Linked DNA regions of Mus musculus: regions 2 and 3 are each linked to region 1. A link is a contact called in public HiChIP or PLAC-seq and promoter capture Hi-C data. All regions are on one chromosome and are shown on one strand. Each heading gives the region's core, a stretch centred on a gene start, on an enhancer-like site or on the middle of the called end of the contact. The rest is flanking DNA. Distances are from core to core; before and after follow the strand shown.

What was found. HiChIP or PLAC-seq counts read pairs in DNA pulled down with a chosen protein or histone mark. Capture Hi-C pulls out chosen DNA fragments and counts their contacts.
Region 2: a contact with region 1 is called in a FOXA1 HiChIP or PLAC-seq map of pancreatic cancer cells. The contact joins the promoter of Acp5 here to the promoter of Rp9 in region 1. A contact is called at or near these places in 1 of 39 promoter capture datasets (erythroid cells), 1 of 484 Hi-C or Micro-C datasets (embryonic stem cells), 2 of 115 datasets of contacts at active chromatin or transcription factors (bone marrow-derived macrophages and pancreatic cancer cells) and 2 of 9 other capture datasets (adipose tissue and pancreatic islet).
Region 3: a contact with region 1 is called in a promoter capture Hi-C map of adipose tissue. The contact joins the promoter of Cnn1 here to the promoter of Rp9 in region 1. A contact is called at or near these places in 2 of 39 promoter capture datasets (neural stem cells and pre-B cells) and 2 of 9 other capture datasets (adipose tissue and pancreatic islet).

What each region holds. Positions count from the first base shown.
Region 1 is chr9:22,466,737-22,470,007 of GRCm38.p6, reverse strand. It overlaps Rp9 (retinitis pigmentosa 9 (human)), which reads left to right and starts at 1,652. Exons shown (of 6, transcript NM_018739.2): 1 at 1,652-1,934. The coding sequence starts at 1,807.
Region 2 is chr9:22,129,672-22,133,463 of GRCm38.p6, reverse strand. It overlaps Acp5 (acid phosphatase 5, tartrate resistant), which reads left to right and starts at 1,599. Exons shown (of 5, transcript NM_001102404.1): 1 at 1,599-1,727; 2 at 3,335-3,601. The coding sequence starts at 3,335.
Region 3 is chr9:22,097,648-22,101,368 of GRCm38.p6, reverse strand. It overlaps Cnn1 (calponin 1), which reads right to left and starts at 2,116. Exons shown (of 7, transcript NM_009922.4): 1 at 1,951-2,116; 2 at 107-228. The coding sequence starts at 2,013.

The DNA of each region.
Region 1 (3,271 bases), core at 403-2,902:
TCAGTTGGTTGTTTTACCTAAAAACAGGAGACATGAGATTGATTAACCCTGAATTTATCTAGTCTATCTGCTCCCTCTCCAATATTTAAGGCACAAAAAGTAACTACGGTATTTTACTGTCAGATTTTACAGAGGCCTATTCCAGACCTGGGAAAAGGCCCCTTCCCAACCATCAGCTTTAGAGTCCAGGAACGGTGAGAGCATCACAAACAGATCATTCTGAATGAGATCATCCAGGAAGCTGTCCCCAGTTCCCACCCCATCACAGTGGAGCAGTCACCTTCATGGGAAACAGATTGTCCCCTCAAGTAATGAGGTATATGTGACTACCTTGCAAGACAATGATTGAAATAACCAATCATAACATGGTTTGACCAATATTTAATTGTTGGTAGCTGATCCCTGCCTCAAATCTTCCCCTCCTTACATCCTAAAACCTCGTGCCAGTTATCTGGAAATAGGCTGTGAAACTCATCTCTATTTTCTCAGTGTGGGCCACAGTGATTAGTATCCTTTTGTTGCCCCTCCCGCACTGGGAGTCAGGCTCTGCTTATGGCTGGTAGAATTAGCAGCAGGTGGTGCACACCTTTAATCCAGGCACTTGGGAGGAAGAGGCAGGCGGATTTCTGAGTTCGAAGCCAGCCGGGTCTACAGAGTGAGTTCCAGGACAACCAGGGCTACACCCTGACTCGAAAAACCAAAATAATAATAATAATAATAATAATAATAATAATAATAATAATAATAATAAATAAATAAAACAAGCAAACAAAAAAGATTTAGCAGCACAGACCAGATTGAACTCATAGAGAACTGCCTGCCTCTGCTGAGTACCAAAATGCCAGCCTAATACCTTTCTTTCTTTTTCTCGGTCGTTCCTCTTTGCTACCTTTGGATAAGTGTAGAGACCTAACTTGGAACGCTCCGAGTGGAGCTTCCGGCCTGAGACACCGCTTATAGGAGCAAAGGAGGAAGAGCAAGTTTTAAAAAAGGATGCTCCTCTGCAGGATACTGTGTGTCTGCTTTTATTTTTTATTTGCATCACCAAAAATCTTGGTATAAAATATTATGAATATATTGGTCTGTGTTTTTACTACGAATTCGCATAGTCTGGGAAACTGAAGATTTTATAGAGAACGTTGTTTTCTTCCCAGAATGGATGAATCCATAGGTAACAAGTAGCAGCCAAAAGGCTTTTAGTTTAGAAGGCCATACTGCTTTTGCAGAGAACCAGAGTTCGGTTCCCAGCATAGGGTGGCTCATATAGCCCACAGTTCCAATTCTAGAGAGCCATCGTCCTCTTCTGAATTCTGGGCAACTACCGAACTCCACCCCTGCACCACCACCCCAAATATATACGTAGAAATAAAATCTTTTCTCTTTTTCCTTTGTAACAGGATCTCCCCAGGTCTCTGACTTTACTAGCTTGACCTCGTACTCACAGGTCAGTGTTTCTGCCTCCTGCGTGCTGATATTAAAGACCTTTGACACCTTGCCCACCCACAAATACTTAAAACCTTCATAATATAAAAAAAAAAAAAAAATAGAAAGCAACGAGTCGCAGAAGTGGGTGTGGCCTGCAGGCGACTTGGAGCACCCGGAAGCCCTCGGGCCCCGCCCGCCTTCGCCCCGCCCCGGCCCGCCCCGCCCCTCTCAGCTAAGGTTCCCGCAGGCCTCAGGGCCGCGGGGGCCTGGCTGCACGTTCCCTGTCGGCGTTCTGCGGCACGGGCCGGTGGGACGTTGGTGGGGTTGCGCTGCGGGGAGGAAGAGGCGACTTTCCACCTTCTAAGCCCGCCTCGGGTCGCGATGTCGTCCGGGGCCGGGTCTCGGCGGCCGCGGGAGCCGCCGGAGCACGAGCTGCAGCGGCGGCGGGAGCAGAAACGGCGGCGGCACGACGCGCAGCAGCTGCAGCAGCTCAAGCACCTGGAGTCCTTGTGAGTCGGCTGGGCCGGGTGCGGGCGGTGCGGGCCGCCGCCGACGGGTGGGCGTCGCGGCCTGGCGAGCCCCCGGCTCCCTCTGCTCGAGGGCGGCGGAAGGACGCGAGGAGGGAGGCCGGCCACTGTCCCCGCCACGGCGACCGTGGCAATGGCAGTTGACGCGTCCGGAAGCCGAGCTCGGAGCCCCTGGGGGTCGAAGGACGCCAGCCTCTGTCCACTACCACGGACGGCATCGGCGGGAAGCTCAGGGTGGAAACTGCGGGAGACGCGCGGGAAGGCAGCGGACCCGCAGCCGGGCCTGAGGGTGGAGCCCGATGACCTGCGACGACTGTAGTGTAGAGTCGCATGTAGGTGAGGGAAGGTGGCGGGCCTCCCGTCCACAAACTAAACCGAGGTAAAAGTCAGAACCGGGGAGGAGAGGTTTGGGGACGCTGAGCGTGGTGAGGACAGGACATTGTAGGAGACTGTAGAAGATGTTTGTTATGCAGACATTTCGTGTGTGTGTTTGAAGACAAGTTTCCCTGTGTGTATCTTATGCAAACAAGTCTCCGTGTGTGTGTGTGTGTGTGTGTGTGTGTGTGTGGTGTGTGTGTGTGTGTGTGTGCGCGCGCGCGCGCCTGCATATTACCTCACCTGCCCGCCACCTTTGATCATTTTATCTATGCTTGACACATCACTGGCACATTGTTTGTGTGTTATTTTCTTCTTTCAGTGATGGTGTTTCAGTATGGAGTTTTCCCTCTTATATGCCCACAACCCCAGGCATCCTGTTCGTGTCTAAGACAAGGAAGGGCTCATGAGCCTCCCACCTTAGACTAGAGCGCCCTCTTAAATTAAATTTCTCTACATGTGACCTCCTTCACCTAGGAAATTTTCACACTACTGCATGAGTATGGGTATGTAAAATAGGGGATACAAGTCAAACACTTACTGATAATAAGACATAAGGAAATGTGTTTAAAGCAGTTCTTATATATGCAGTTTTACCATTGATTAAAAACAAAAGCAAAATTGAATACTAATGAGATAGATTACTTGTTTATTTTTACACAATTTAATCTTGGCTGCATATTTGAATGATGAAGGATGTAGAACATCTTCAACATTTTTCAGAATGATTTTATATTTTGATTTTATAATTGTTGAAGCTTTCACACCACTGTCACTATGCATAAGTACATAGAATATACGATAATAGTAGGAGTATGTTTAGGGCCATTTCAGAAATTGTTGCAAATTTGATCCTAACCAAAAAAAAAAAAATTGAACATTTTTTAAAAAGATTTATTTAAGTACATGAGTACACTGTAGCTGTCTTTAGACAGACCAGAAGA
Region 2 (3,792 bases), core at 350-2,849, 340 kb after region 1:
CTTCGGTACCTGTTAACTACCGGCAGGTCTCTAGGAGTGTGTAGATTTATTTATTCTTTTCACTTGTGCAGGTGCCTGTGTGAGTCTATATGCACACAAGTGCAGGTGCCTTCGGAGGCCTGCAGAGGCATCAGTTGACCTGGAGCTGAAGTTACAGGCAGTTGTGAGCCTCCCCGCATGTGTCCTGGGAACCAAACCTGGTCCTCTGCAAGAGCAGTGTACAGTTATGAGTGCACTGGGCTATGTGAGAGATAACCACTGGAGCAGTGTACAGTTATGAGTGCACTGGGCATGTGAAAGATAGCAACCCCTGGGATTATGTTCTTTTTCTCAGGAATTCATTTTTTGGGGAAGTGTATTTTTTAGACAGGATCTCACACTTTAGCCCAGGCTGACCCAGTCCTCCCTATTTAGCCCAGTTGTCTCAAACTCACTCCAATCCTCCTGCCATTAACAGACATGATCTACCACACCAGGACTCTTTAAATCTTTATTACATTTATTTACTTACTTATTATTGGTAGGGCAACAACCCGGATGTGGAGGTCAGAGGACAACTTTTGGGAGCCGGTGCTCTCCTTCCGGAAACCTGATGGAACTCAGGCTCTCAAGTCTTGCCAGAAAGTGCCGCTCTGAGCCATCTCGAAGGCCCATCGCCAGACTTTATTCTTTGGGATTCCTTTGTTGTTCTGTTTAGGTTTTGTTTTGGTTTTAGAGACAGGGTTTCTCTGTGTAGCTGTGGATATCCTGGAACTTGCTATATAGATCAGGCCGCCTTTTAACTCAGAGATCTGCTTCCGCCTCTCGAGTGATGGGATTAAAGAAGTGAGTCCCATTCTGGCCCAGCTTTATTTTGTGGAATTCTAAGGACAACCTATTTATTTATGAATGAGACAGTCTCAGGTCTTGAACTTGCTATGGAGCTGAGATTTATCATGAACTCTTGACCCTCTGACCTCCACGGCCCAGGGTTACACTGCGCACCTGGTGTATACCGGCCTGCGTCTGTGACCTAGGGCTTCGTACGTGTTGGCACGCACTCTACCAACTGAGTCACACCCCAGCCTCCCTGCAAACCGGCAAAATTTCTTGTTTGAAATAACAGGAAAGACCTGCAGTGTGCGGAAGAGGATGGCTTTGCTCCGCCCCTCTGGGTCCCTCTCTGCCTAAATTCCTTCTCTCCCGATCAATCTTGAAGGCCTGTTTTACAGGTGGCTGTTATCTGGCACAGATAGCTCAGTCAAATCCCCTCCTCCGCCCCCCCGCGCGCCCCAAACCCACTGCTGGGATGGAACCCGAGCCGCTCTGGGGCCAAGCAAGCCCTCCACCGCTGACCTGCCACCAGCCTGGTATCTTCTCACCCATTTTAAAGACCGGGAGACCGAGCCTGGCTCAGTCCGGGGCTGGACCTCCCCTGCGCGGCCACCAGAGGCTGTGAGCACCCCAAAAGTCGAAGGCAGGTGGTATTGAAATCAGGTCCCGGGTCTCCCTTAACTCCTGGGACTCTGAACCTTGGAGGCGAGGCGCCAGGTAATGGCTGAGGCAGGATTGGGGCGGGGAAACCGAGGCACCCGCCCTCTGCAACTCTGGACTCTGTAGGGCAGGCAGGGAGCCGTGGGCGAAGGCTGGCCCGCGCCGCCTCTTCCCAACTCGTGCAGCCCGGAGCGACCCGCCGCGAATCCGCAGCTCAGTTGGGTAGCACAGCTTGTCCTGGACCCACCGCCAAGGTGAGACTCGCCCGCCAGGCCCTTGCTCTGCCTCCCACGGGGGAGGGGGTCTCTGTCTGTTGGGGCCACCCCACTTCCTTCCTGTTCGCCTCTACTGAGAGGTGCGAGTGGGGAATGCAAGGCAAACTCTTCGCTGGGTGACCTGGGGTGAGTCGCTGACCCTCTCTGAGCCTTTATGCAAAGCACGGAACGAGAGATTCCAGAATCCGAGCTTGCAGGGACCGGAGGGGTTGGTGGTGAGTGTTCAAGGAAGGAGTCTGGAAAGATTGGGCGGCTTGTGAAGTTAAGGAGGGAGGGGAGGAGGTGGGAAGCTGGCCACACCCACCACAGCGCTGGGCTCTGCGGTCGAAACAGCCTGCAGCTGACTGCTGTAGGTGCCAAGGTCAAAAGGCTACAGCCAGCCACGTGGTGTGTGCCTTCTGGAAGTTCCTTAGGCTGGAAACCGGGTGTGGGAAAGGCCATGGAAGAGTGTGGACAGAACTTCCTGGAAAAGGCAGTTATTGCTGCTGTTTATGATGGCGAGGGGGAACTCGGAGACAGTCCCACACTTAGATGACTCCAGATACACAATTTGCACTAGGACTTACAAAACACAGAGGAGACAGGGGGCTGTTACATGGGCGCCACAGAGGAATTATTTAGGCCTGTAATTCCAACACTTGGAAGTGGCTCATCTTTGGCTACCCAGGGAGGAAGTTAGGGATAGCCTGGGCTTCTTGAGACACTGTCTCAAAACAAAAACAAAAAAAAAAAAATAATTGGAGTGTATGTCACAGGCAAGCCACTGAGGTTCCCATGCTAGAGTCGAGACACCCACCCAGAAAAAGTGACAGCGAGTTACAGACAGCCAAGGGTGTGAAAACACAGACGTTCAGCCTAGAACAGCCTCAGTGCAGTGAACAGTCAAACTCGGGACCTACAGATGCCCAGTACACATTACCATCAGACCCTGGCTGACTGTGCTGGCTTCGAGAAACTTTTCACGGCTCAGTCTGGCCTGGGTGCCCCCGCCCCAGCCCCATTTCCAGTTCTGGGGAAGTCCAGTGCTCACATGACCCAAGGGGAGGGCTTCTGGACAATCCTCGGAGAAAATGCATCATCTTTCCCAATGATGCACTTCTGCCCCAGAGAATAAAGACTCGGTGATCACCGCTTTTGGTCCAGGAGCTTAACTGCCTCTTGCAGCCTCTCTGACCACCTGTGCTTCCTCCAGGGTAAGTGTCAGAGGAGCGAGGTGGAAGAGGCCTGTGGGGGCCACCTTCCCAGCTCCTCAGCTCCTTGCAGGCCCAATTGCTACTGGTGTGTCTGTGGAACTGACGGCTGTAGATGGCTAGGGTGTGTGTGTGTGTGTGTGTGTGTGTGTGTGTGTGTCTTAAGACCGGTCTTATGTCTTTATCTCAGACTTTCTGTTTCCATTTTTCAAACTTCCCAATGTAGCTGAGGCTGGCCTTGAACTTCTGGTCCAGTTGCTCCACCTCCATGGTAGTGCCTGAGTTTATAGGCATGCACCGTGAGACCAGGCTCAGCGGGCTAGTCTTTCTTTGCTTGGACCAGGGTCTCGCTCTCTGTCCTCACCAGAGACTCTGAACTCCCTCTCTTCCTCACAGATGGATTCATGGGTGGTGCTGCTGGGCCTACAAATCATATGGCTCCCACTCCTGACCCACGGTACAGCCCCCACTCCCACCCTGAGATTTGTGGCTGTGGGCGACTGGGGAGGGGTCCCCAATGCCCCATTCCACACAGCCCGGGAAATGGCCAATGCCAAAGAGATCGCCAGAACCGTGCAGACGATGGGCGCTGACTTCATCATGTCTCTGGGGGACAATTTCTACTTCACTGGAGTGCACGATGCCAGCGACAAGAGGTTCCAGGTATGTGCTCAACAGCAGGGTCAGAGGTGACAGCGGTGAGGTCACTTCACACTGGGACCTTCCTCTGGGGAGAGCAGAAGGCAGAAGGATGCCTTTGGGTACCTCGGGCTTCCATTGGTTCCCTTGCCCTTGATTTCTGATTCGGTGGAAGCTGCAGAGTGGCTGTTGACTCCAGAGGAGGGATGCCCTTA
Region 3 (3,721 bases), core at 867-3,366, 370 kb after region 1:
GTAACTCCAGCTCCAGGCTGGGGGTCACCAGGGGATGCTGAGGGGTTTTCTGGAGAGGGGCTGCTGGGCTAGGGGGCAGGTCCTGCACCCTAAGAACATCACTCACTCGCAAAGAATGATCCCGTCTTTGAGGCCATCCATGAAGTTGTTCCCGATGCGCCGGCCTGTCACCCCCTCAATCCACTCTCTCAGCTCCTGCTCCCGCTGATGGTCGTATTTCTGGGCCAGCTGAGGAGGAGACAGGCACACAGAGCAGGTGATGAGGACCCAGGCAATAGAGTGGCTCTGGCTTTCCCCGAGCCTGGCCAGCCCTGCCCGGATAGGTCGGATCTCCTACCTCATCCCAACTAAGGCAATCCTGTCTTAGTGTCCACAGTAGGGGAGGGGTGTTGGGGGGAGGCTGAGGGCCAGGGTTGAGGTGGCACCTGCCCAGGGGGCCATTCCGGGCATTCTGAGGTTTGGCACCAATGAATAGACAAGAGGGGGCTGGAAAGCCAGATCCTTGAAGCTGGGGGGTGGGGGTGAGGCGGCGCTTGGCTCCTTGGTTTCCCCTCCAAGCCAAACTTGGGTCTTAGCTTCCCCTGACCCAGCCCTCCCCACTCTCCTGTTGGAAGGGGAAATGCCTTACACTGGGGGTGGGGAGGAACCCTAAGAAGAAGCCCCCCCCTCCCCACCGCGTTGCTCAATCCCTCCATGTTCTCCCAGGTCATTGTGCATACAATCTCTAGTTAGAAATGAGAGCATCTTGTCACCCTCCAAACCCTTGACTGTCTATGTTTCTTTAGGTCTGTCCTCAGTCCCACTTGGTCTCTCGTTGTTTTCCAACTCTCTATATTATCTTTCACTCAGTCTTGAGGGTCCCATGTCTGAAGAACTGTGGGACCCATGGCTTTTTTTTTTTTTTAGCTTCAGCTCTTATCCCATCTTCCCGGGTAGGGGTGGGATTCTGCACACTCTTTCTCAACCTCTTAGCTCTTATCTCCCTCCTGGCTTGCTCTCCTGTCTCCTGTCTCCAGTCTCCAAGACTGCTTCAAGTCCTTTCTGCAATCCTTCTGCATGCTAGCCTCCCAGACCCTGGTGGCGGTGAGATAGAGGGATGCTTCACTTCTGCATGGGGAGAGGAGGGATGCAGCCCCTTACCTGGCCCCAGCCCTGCTGCCCCCCTCCTCACCAGCCCGGCTTTATAAAGCAAACCGGCCCTTATATAGCGCGGGCCCGGGCTGCCCAAGGCCGCCTTATAAGGCGCGGCGGCTCCTCTGCGACTCTGGGGCCGGCGCTGGGGGGAGGGGGCGGCGCTGCCATCAGTCTCTGGCAGAGCACCCGCCCCCACACTCCCTGAACTCCAGCCCCTAGGATACCCTAACCGGATCCAGGTCCCAATCCCTGCTCCTCGCCCTGGAAAGAAAGTGCCTCAGTGTTCCCTTCTGTCAAATGGGACTGTCTCTCTCCCTCCGTGCAGTCCCCTGTCCTGAGAGGCTTGCCCACCTAGTTGTGGAGACGGTTTAAAGCTTTGCACTTGCCTTACCTGGCGCCCTAGATCCTTGTTTCTCCTTTCTAAGCCTCAGTTTACCCATCCATGACAGGAAGATGCTATCTCTCAATATCTTTTAGCTCTGCAGACCGGCAGAGTTTTGTTTTGTTTTTTGGTTTTTTTTTTTAAAGCTAGGGATCTGTCCCTTCTCCTTACATCCCTCCCAGGAACAAGAAGATTGACCAAGGAGTCTGAGCAGGTGCGGAAGCTTTGCAGCACTCTGATTATTTCTATGTATAGATCATGGGGTCCCCTCACTTCACCCCTGAAGCAACTGAGGGCTCTGGGGTGTTGAAAGGACAGAAAAACAGCCCCTACCGTTAACTTCTCAGGTCTTAGGACACGTGACACAGGTAGGAGGGATTTTGGGGAACAGGGCTCTGTCCCGGCGGGGTGTTTGTCAGTCCTTCCAGCCTTACCTTGTTCTTTACTTCAGCAGACAAGCCGTAGGCAGGACCTCGGTTAAAATGTGCAGAAGACATGCTGGCCAGGGGGCTCTGGCAAAGCAGAGGTGCAGATGACACAGACAAGCGCAACAGGCAGCCGAGCCTCCGTCTGCACCCTCTTCCCTCCTCACACGTTTTTGAAGCTCCAGAAGCCAGCCCTGGGCTCTTCCAAGCCTGTCCCATTGGCCACGGGGGCTGCCAAGAGGCGTGGCACCCCACACATACTCTGGCCACCCCCACCTCCTGATGTCAGAGCCTTGGTATTGGGAGCTGACTGTGTCATTGTTTCCACCTAGGGGGCTGAATGCCTTATTCTGGGAGAGGGGTTCTCATACAGCCCACCCCTTTTCCACCCTTCTCCCCATGCCAACTGTCCCGTCTCTGAGACTCCTTATCTCAGAGGTCATTGATCTCCTTCTTCAGTCCCAAGACAGAACCGCTGCACCCCCACCCAAGCCCCTAGCATAGCAAGATGATCTGACAGACCTCCATTCACCAACCCTCTACACAGAGCCTTCCCCTCTATGGGACCCTATTGCCAAATCTCTAGAGGGGCTAACAACTGTGCTTGCCTCACAAGGGTGCAGTAAAGGGCAGGGAGGAAATGTCACCTCCAGGGTGCCCAGTATGAAAGCTGGCACAAAGGAGAACTTCAGCAAAGCTTTATTTCTTTGAAGAATCTAGTACCCAGTTCTGTCCTCTCCAGTCACTCATAAGGAATTGGAACAGCAAAGAACCTAGATCTAAGCTCGTAGATGACCCGTGCCTGCAATCCTAGCACTTGAGAACCTGAAGCAAAAGGATGCCTGAGAGTTTGGGGCCAGCCTGGGCTACACAGAATTCCAGCACAGCCTGGCCTTGAGACTGACTCTCTCTCTCTCTCTCTCTCTCTCTCTCTCTCTCACACACACACACACACACACACACACACACACACACACACACACATTAGTTTAAAATGGTAAGGTGTTTACCAACAAGTTTGATGTCTAGAGTTTGAACTCCGGGACTCAATAGAATGAGAGAACAAGCCACACATGCACGCACACACACACACACACACACACACACACATGTAATGAGACATTTTTAAAGGGTGAGGCTAGGACATAGATTTGTTAGTAGAGCATTTCCATCCACAAACCCTAGGCTCAATCCCCAGGACCACATAAACCAAGCCTGGTAATTTGTGTGTGTAATCCCAGCACCCAGGAGGAATAGGCAGGATGCTCAGAAGTACAAGGTCATCCTTAGCTACATGAGTTCAAGACCAGTCTGGGCTATTTGAAATGAAAAAACAAACAAGGAAATATCCTGGATCTGGTTCCAATATCCATTCACTGGCCACCTGAGCCCCTGGGGCCAGGTTAACAGGTCTTGGGCCACGAACACGCCCCTATCTCTATCCAAATCAGGCTGGTCTGTAAGTACAGATCTAGACAGCTCTCATCTGGACCATGGAGTTGGATGCTCCACCCACATCATGTCAAGGACATGACATCAGTCTTCTATGCATTAATGGCACTTTAGAACCTGCAATTTGTTGGCCATATATAAAGGGCACATCTGGCAAGGCATGGAGGGCCACACCATTAATCCCAGCACTCAGGAGGCAGAGGCAGGCAGATCACAGGGAGTTCCAGACAAGCCAAAGTTGCATGGCAAGACCCTGTCTCAACAATAATAAATAATAATAAGTTTGGTTTTTGGTATGGGTTGGGGACACATGTCAGTGGACAAGCCT